Linked DNA regions of Cricetulus griseus: region 2 is linked to region 1. A link is a contact called in public Hi-C data. All regions are on one chromosome and are shown on one strand. Each heading gives the region's core, a stretch centred on a gene start, on an enhancer-like site or on the middle of the called end of the contact. The rest is flanking DNA. Distances are from core to core; before and after follow the strand shown.

What was found. A called contact is a pair of places that touch in the nucleus more often than the background predicts.
Region 2: a contact with region 1 is called in a Hi-C map of the CHO-K1 cell line, with 3 times the contacts expected there. The contact joins the promoter of Tanc1 here to the enhancer-like site in region 1. A contact is called at or near these places in 3 of 8 Hi-C or Micro-C datasets (the CHK-Q cell line and the CHO-K1 cell line).

What each region holds. Positions count from the first base shown.
Region 1 is chr6:115,135,618-115,139,724 of CriGri-PICRH-1.0, forward strand. All of the region lies in intron 3 of Tanc1 (protein TANC1), which reads right to left. Among named protein-coding and RNA genes, the nearest start is that of Tanc1, 130 kb to the right of the region's middle. Within about 2 kb of position 1,899, at least 2 of the 6 cell types and tissues checked have open chromatin away from gene starts, as enhancers often do. A contact at or near this core is called in the CHO-K1 cell line, where this site is marked.
Region 2 is chr6:115,262,086-115,266,248 of CriGri-PICRH-1.0, forward strand. Tanc1 (protein TANC1) reads right to left here and starts at 1,299. Exons shown (of 26, transcript XM_027420370.2): 1 at 1,147-1,299.

The DNA.
Region 1 (4,107 bases), core at 649-3,148:
CATCACAGAAAATCTAAAGGCCAACACTGTTAACTCAACCAAGGTGGCTCACAGCTTTTAGGAGACAAGTAAGAATTTGTTTTCCCTTCTTCAGAAGTAAATGGCCTAGTAAAACACCACAAAGTGTGTAGAAACAGAATTGGGGCTGCTCTGGTGAGTGAGGCTAGATGGCTCAGCAGTTAAGAGAACTTGCTGCAGTTCAAAGACAGGAGTTCAGGTCCCTGTTACGATTTCAGGCAGCTCAGGGAAGTCTGTATGTAACTCCAGCTCCAGGGTATTCAAGGCCCTCTGCTGGTCTCTTCAGGTACCCATTCGTATGTGTATATGTGTATGTGTGCACACACTCATACGTTTTATTTAAAAAAAAAATCTTACAAAAAAGAGTGTGCACTATAAAACCAAAAACCAATAAATATCCCCAGGAACTGGACTGGTTTCCTTGATGTGGGGCTCAGGGACCCTTCTGGGGCACTCTTTCAGCTTGTTGCTTGTGAAATGCTTCTCACACACTCCTCCCAGCTTGCTTACTTGTGTTGCCGCTGCTTCTTCTTCATTGCTTCCCATAAAAGTGGCCACAGGAACAAGAACAAAAAAGTGTAAGGCATTGGGCTGGGAACAACACATGCTACAGGAAATGCAAACCAATTCAGTATCTGGCAAGATCCTTTCTACAGAAGGTATGGTTGGGTCAACTAATCCCAAAGCCATGGCCATCAACATTTACAACCCAAAATCTAGATAGCAATTCAGTTTTAGAAGTCCCTGCCTTTCAACAGCATTGCCTTCTCTATCCTCCTGGTCAGAGATAGAAAGTTTAAAAAATAAAAAAGAGGACTGGAGAAATGGCTCAGCGGTTAAGAGCACTTCCAGAGGTCCTGAGTTCAATTCCCAGCAACCATATGGTGGCTCACAACCATCGGTAATGAGATATGGTGCCCTCTTCTGGCCTGTAGGCATACATGCAGACAGAACACTGTATACACAGTAAATAAATAAACCTTAAAATATAAAAATAAAAAAGGGCATGTAAGAGGCAAAAAAAGGCCAGAGGGGGCAAATTATGGGGTCTCAGAAGTTAGAGCCAGTTTCATGTGACATCAGTAGCTTTTCTCCAGTGTGTTCTAGGAGATGCTCTTCATCAACAGCCTCCACAATTTCTACAGAAGAGACCAACTATCAAGAGAAGTCAGTCTAGGACCTTGCAAAGACAGAGCATTATCAATAACAAGGACTTGGGACCCGAACCCAGGTCTGTCCTCCTGGACAGGACAAAGCCTGGGTAGAATTCTCCTATTAAGGCAGTAAGAGAAAAGTAGGGACAGTATACAAAAATTCATGTTCACGTAATACAGGTTATACCTGCTCACATTTCACAGCTACCTTTAAAATATCCATTTATCTCAAGAATCTTTTGTATGCACACATGCAAATGCTAGCATATACATATTCATTCATGACTCAGAATGTATACTTTTGGCTCTAATAAAAACTGTATCACTGAAAAAATATAAACTGCACCAAAATGTCTTCAATAAAAGAAATCCCGTATTGCATTTATACTGAAGAGCTTAGGATCTACAGTCATTTTCTGATTGATACAAATGGGAGCTTCCAGCATACCAGTGCTTACCCAGAGTCCCCGAGAAACACTGTGCTGCCCAAAATAGCAGTGTCCCTAGTCCTTGCTGTATTGTCAAACAACACCCTCCAATATTTTGGTGGAATCATAACTAGGGCACAATGACCTCATCTGCAGCCTACTGCATCTACTCCATAAAGGAAAAAAAGAAGAAGAAAAAAAAAAAGAGGACACATGGTCAACTATGGCAGTCTCATTCTCTGGCCACAGTGTCAGGCTCTCCTCCCACATACCCTGTACATGACAGGATTCCGATGTACAAGCTACATGCTTCTGGTATGATGCACAAGCTCTCTACCCCATCTGGTTGGTATCCATCCAAATAAACACCAATCTGTTTCAATCACAGAAAAAATAATGGCTGTGTCATCCAGACACTGTATGTTTGTGAGTGGCTTCCATGAGCAGTATAAGTGATGTTCAAAATGACACAAAGGCATCCACTCAAGTACTGACATGATCCTTTGCCTGCATTAAGGAACACCACCATGACTGTCTCCTACACACGGTTCCAAACACCAAGCTACTACTGTCTGCTTGACTTCACTCTATTGCTTAGTGACCAAATAGGGATCACTGTGGAGGATGCGGCCACCACAATCTTCCTGAATACTGACCTCTCTTTTCCATTGAGAACATATGGGGCATGTTAACAAGGCAAGACATCACTGGGCACTTTCTGCTTTACCTACATTTCCTCTTTCTGCTGAGACCCATTGCTCTTTCACTCCAATCGCCAGTTATGAAAGCTAGCTTAGCTTCCTTCACCGGGCAATTACCCATACACAGCATTTTATTTATGTCACATGAGTCATGCGCAAAGCAAGAGGAGATGAGTGACCCCAGTGGCTGGTGATAGAGCTGGAACTGGAACCCGCTGTGCTATGTTGCTTTCATGCCCTATTCACAGGGAACAAAGCCTTGCAGGAGGTGGAGCTGCACATCAAGATGACACATGCTTGCCAGAAAAACACAGATCTGAGAATGGAATCCCACTGGAGGGCATCTGGCTGAGGATGAAGGCTCGGGAAGACCAATCCTGTGGGAACGCAGTGGTGGCCACTGAGTCAAATGAAGGAAGATGGAGACTGGGCTCCACAGCACATGGTTCCCAAGGAAATTGCAATCACTGTACCCTATCCATCAGTCTCCATCAAAGTTAAATGTGGCTTGCCCTGTGGTATAGACACTTTGGGCTGCTGTAATAAAAGCACCACACAGAGTAGTTTAAACTATTTATTTTATATAGTTTGGAGAGCAGAAAGCCCAAGATCAAGGAACTAGTTAGGAACTGTCTTCTCATGGTCTCCTCATTTGACTGTGGCAAAGCCAGCTTTAGTCTCTTTCCCTAGTCAGTACTGCCAACAGGGTCTCTACTCTCACAAGCCCATTTATCCTTAATAACTCACCTGTGCCCCACCCCCTATATCTCCTAATGGCGGGTCCTCAGGGCCTGTAAGAAAACACATTCAGATCACACCCGTAAGAAAGGCACCAGATCCCTGTCTCTCTGATGAGGAAACACCTACAGCCTACTCCAGCACACCACGCTGGGAGGACCCAAGTCTGGCCTGTCTGTGGCTAGAGCAATCAGAGACAGACTGCACCAGTGAGGTCCTTCCCATCTCAGTTAGGGAGACTACTCTACCAGACCAGGGCTTTCAGTGGGGAATTTATCCTCCCAGGAGACAAGTTTACCAGCACTCGCCACCTGTCACCAGCAAGGAAGGCTTTTAGATGAAGGAAGTAATGAGAAAATCAAATTTCCCCAGAGAAGCATTTCCTAAATTCTGTATCCCTGCATCTCCACACAGTGATGGTGCCAACTACTCTAAATAAGCAGCTACTCTCAGCAAGGCTTCCTGGGCTCAGCTCTCACTGTCCTAAACAATGAAGGTAAAAGGGCTGGGTAGGTAGGTAGCTCAGGGGTAGAGCACCACCTACCTAGCAGGTTTCACATCCTGGCTTCCATGTTCAGCACAAAAAGAAAGGGAAAGAGGAAAACCTTGAGTGGAACTATAGGATATAATTTAGTGGCAGAGTGTCCGCCAGGTGCGCAGAAAGCACGGGGTTCAACAGAGGTGGGGGGTTCAACAGAGGTGGGGTGGGGGTGAGGGGACACGAACTCATGCTGTCTATACCAAGCCCTGGTGATCTGAGACACACACACACACACACACACACACACACACACACAGAGAGAGAGAGACACCCAAACACGTGCTAAACCCTGGTGACCTGCCATTAGGAAATAAATTTTGGGAAGATAATTAAATATAGGCGGGCCTAGCAGGGTAGGGGTGGGGGAGAGGGGTAGCAGCACATACCTTTGATCCCAGCACTCAGGAGGCAGAGGCAGGCAGATCTCCCTGCCTGGTCTACAAAGTGAATTCTAGGACAGACAGGGCTACACAGAGAAACCCCCGTCTCAAAACAAACAAACAACAAAAACAATAACAACAAAAGTA
Region 2 (4,163 bases), core at 49-2,548, 130 kb after region 1:
TACCTTTTAACCCGCCCGGACGCTACTTCCCGGGTCAAGTTCAAGATGAAGGTACCCTCCTCACCTCCCTGAGTTCACTCCGCAGGAAACTGTAATATTGAGACGAGTCCCACTAGTCCAGGCACCAGGATCTGGGGCTCCCAAGCAGGAGCCTAGGCAGCCTGGAGAAAACTGTCACAGCCCGGCGTCCTCCGCCCTCGGCCGCGGCGCCGCGTTTCTACCTGGCCACGGCCGCATTTCCTCCCGGAGCCTTTACACAATAAGTCAAGTAAGTTTTGGGAACGCCAGTCCAGAGATCTTGCTGTCTGCAAACACGCTACACAATGCCCAGGGCTTCCTTCCCCGCCAGCCGTTCCGGAAAGAACCGCGCCGAGCCCGGGGGGCCCACACACACCCAAAAGTCCTCCAGGAAGAACCTGAATCCTCATAATGCCTCCGAAGTAATCACTCCTCGCTCAAGGACAAGGGGACTCTCGCAAACTTGACATGACCCTCCACTTAGCTGGCACTAAAAGAAAAATCCTCAAGGTCTAATACCAAATCATCACCCCACCACCGCCACCACCAAGGAAAGAAATTCGCGTGCAGATGCGAGTCGCAGCCTGCAGGAGTGAAACACACACTTTCAAGCCCACAGCGGGCGGTACGATTTCCCCCGCTGAAGTTCGCCCGGCAACTTCGCGACCAGCGCACAGCGACACTCCAGACCCCGCTGTGCCATGCGCCCCTCCCGCACGCCCCCCCCAACCCTCACTCCAGGTGCCCTGCGCAGCCCAGGGCCTGTCTAGCCGAGGGACGGAAGAGGAGGACGAGGGGCGGCTGGGAAAGTCCTGCGCGCCGCGTGATCCCGGTGTCCCCGGCCCGGCTCTGCTGCAACCCGTTCCTCCCGGTGCGCAGGAAACGGCCTGCACCGATTCCCCGGCAGCGCCTAGCCCGAGGCCGGGAGCGCCAGGCATGCCCGCGCCTATTCCCGGAAAGCTCCCGCTGTGCCGGGCGGAGGAGGGAGGCGTCCCGAAACTTTCCCACCAGCCTCTCTCTGGTTTCCCGGGCTGCTCCCCGGGACCCTTCCTCCCCGCCATCTCCGGCCACTGACCCGGCTGCGGACGCCCGGAGGCCCGCAGCGGCGCCCGGGCAGATGGAGTTTACCTGCCAGGAAAGTTTCCAGCTTCCGACGCGGTTCCCACCCCGGGGGCCGTGCTTCAGGGAGCGGCGGGCTGGGCGCTCGACAGCGACGGCGGCTCCTGCGGCTCCGGAGCCCAGCTCCCGCAGCTGCCACCGCGGAGGCAGCTCTCGGGCCCGTCCCCCCGCCTTGCTCGGCCCACACCGGGACCTCATTGGCAGCGCCAGTCCCCGCCCTTGCGCGTGTTCCGGAAGGCACCTTCCTTGTGCGCGCCCGCTGGGGCTGCGCCTCCCGCTCCCCTCCCGCCTGGAGCTGCCCGGGCTCTGCGACCCGCTGGGGCGCGGCACGCGAACTTTCCGCCCGGCGCCTCCGCTCCTCCTCTCCCAGCATGTTCCCTGCGGGAGGCCAAGCTTCCCTTGAGAAGGTTGCTCCCTTGGGGGCTCCGCCTAGACTCCTGTGGGACAGGACCAGAAGTGGGATTAGTCGCCCCCCTCCTCACACACACACCTTTTTATTTCTCAGCCCTTTTAAAATCAGTAAAGTGGCCCGGCCTTCGGTCTACACTGCTCCCTAAAAGCAACGGAGGAGAACATATGGGAGCAATTAGCCAAGCTGAAGTTTCCACGGATGCCTTAGGGTGGCTTTGTTGGCTTTTCTTCCCCCTCGCTTAACTATACACAAACAAACACACTTTCTGGTTCCAAAAACAGCGAAGAGAGATGGACAGTGCATCTCACTCTCTGCCCACTGCACCTTTTTCTTTTGCAAAAGTGAATTAGGGGTGCTCGGAGATCAGTGACTGCCCAGGGACGAGGGTCCACCGCCTCCTCGAAGTCTGTGGCTGGCGATGCGGTCTGGGCTAAGTCCGTCGGGGCCAGCGTATAGCTTTCTTGTCAGGAGGAGGAGTTGTGGAGGGGGAACAGACAAAGATGCTATTATTAAGTAAGCTGGTGGCAGTAAATTAAACTCCCTAGTTCCCAAAATGTTTTGTTATTCCCAACAGAACAAAAGTCTAAGAATGGCCTCGGGATCTGGGAGACCTGGGTCCTCCAGAACCTCTCAGGAATCTATCTAGGCAGCCACTTTACATGTAGAGGGCTCAGCCCATTCTATCCCCAAAGCCCTTGGACCCCCTTTCTTTGCAGAGGCATCAAGTAGAAATTCCAAAAGGAATTGGGCACAGGCCTCCCATCCGTGTGCAGAGTGAAGAATACAGAAGTTGCTATAAATGGCTTTATTGGCAACCCTTAACCTTTGCTGTGGCAAACCCGCCTTTAAAGACAACTGTGTTTTAAACAAGTTTCCCTATAAAAACTTCAACCTCACGTAGAGCTTCCCAATATAAAGATAGCAGCAGGAATGGTGTTCATATTTAAAGTTCCTGTGAAAAGCGACAGGAAGCAAAAGGCCACTCCATCTCTCTATAATAAATAAAAGATGACTGAAATGGGCTGAATATTTTTCACTCGTACATTCAAAGGCCTGATTATCACTGTATTTATATTTAAGCAGCAACAGTATCTCAGCCTTTCCTCACACAAAGGAGGACATGAATATTCAAAGTGAGTAAGAGAGTAACTGTAACATGGGAAGCTGGGAAGTTATGGACTGCCTTCTCCAAGCTGAAGGGCCAGGTTGCTGAAAACCAGGGTCATATTTGATGAACTTCTCTTGAAATACAGTGGGTAAAAGTGACCAGTCTTTCAACCACAGATAACAAAGTCAGCTGGCAACAATAAGACACCAACCCAAAGAAAAGGCAAAAACTCAGTAGTCAGCCCTGTTTGAAATCCTAAGATGGATAAGAAACTCCTGAAGAAATAAACAGATACAGTTTCCTGCTTCAGGCTTGTCAGTAGTGGGCAACATGGGTAAGTGATGGAAGAAATTCATAATTTTTTGCCCATTCCTCTTTTACTATCCTCAGCTATCTTTCCAAACTTTCATGAAATTGCTTAAAGAGCTTTGAAAACAAATTTCTACCTCACTACTCTCAAACTTGACTTAAGTAGCAAAGAGAACTAGCCAGAAGGGAAATATACTAATTTTTGTGCCATCTTTATTTCAGGTTGAAAAGGGTTTGGTTTTATAGTTTCAGAAGTCAAGGGCACTGAAGGAGTAATCTCATCACTGGTTGGGGTTGCTTACCATTCTACACAGGTAGAGAGCTAGCAATCTGAAATTTTTACACAGAAGGGCCCTGTTTCCCCTTCTTCCTGGACTGTTTATATAATCTGAAATACATGTTATTAAGCAAACCCGATCTCCTGCTTTAAAAGATGACCATTATATACAGAATGTTGTACTGAGAACATCAAGGCTGTCTTAACCTGTGAGTGAAAATGATACATGTTGGAAAAGTTAAGGCCAAACATACAACAGAGAAAAGAAAAAAAATCATGGGTGAGAATAAAAACGGGAGTGGGGAAGCACATGAAAATCTGTTGTGTAAGGACAACCAGAGTCGCTTCTAAGACTTAAGAAGTCTCTTCTTGAGCTGGCCCCCACCCCTCCCCACAGGCCAGAGTGAACCCACCTTGAGGACCTGCAGGTAGGGAAAATGACTCTGCCCCCTTACCCGAGGTGGGTGGCCCCAGTTGCCCAGGCTGACCAGCTTGGCTATCACCCAGCCCCACAACTTAGCCTTGGGTTGACCCACCCTAGCATCTATGCCATCTAGGACTTGCTGGAGCTCGTGAAGGCACTGAACCTGTGGAACAATACCCACAGGATCTCCAAGACTTTGGGTGGCCACAGGATATCCCAGAGGAGCTCTGGAGAGGATCTAGTGACAATGGTGTACCAAAAACCACAGGCCTTGAACTAGTCCATGTGACTCATTGCAATGACCATGTACCAGTAAAGCTGATAAGACAAAGAGGTATATTGCACATGGAAGCCTCCGATGCCACCAGGAAAAATGAAGGTGTTGGAGAAGCAGGAAAGGAGAAACAAAGAGATTGTTCTGTAGTTTGGTTTGGTTTGAGGGGCATGTTTTTGCTTTTGTTTGTTTGCTTTGTTTTGTTTTCTTTTGGGGGGCAAG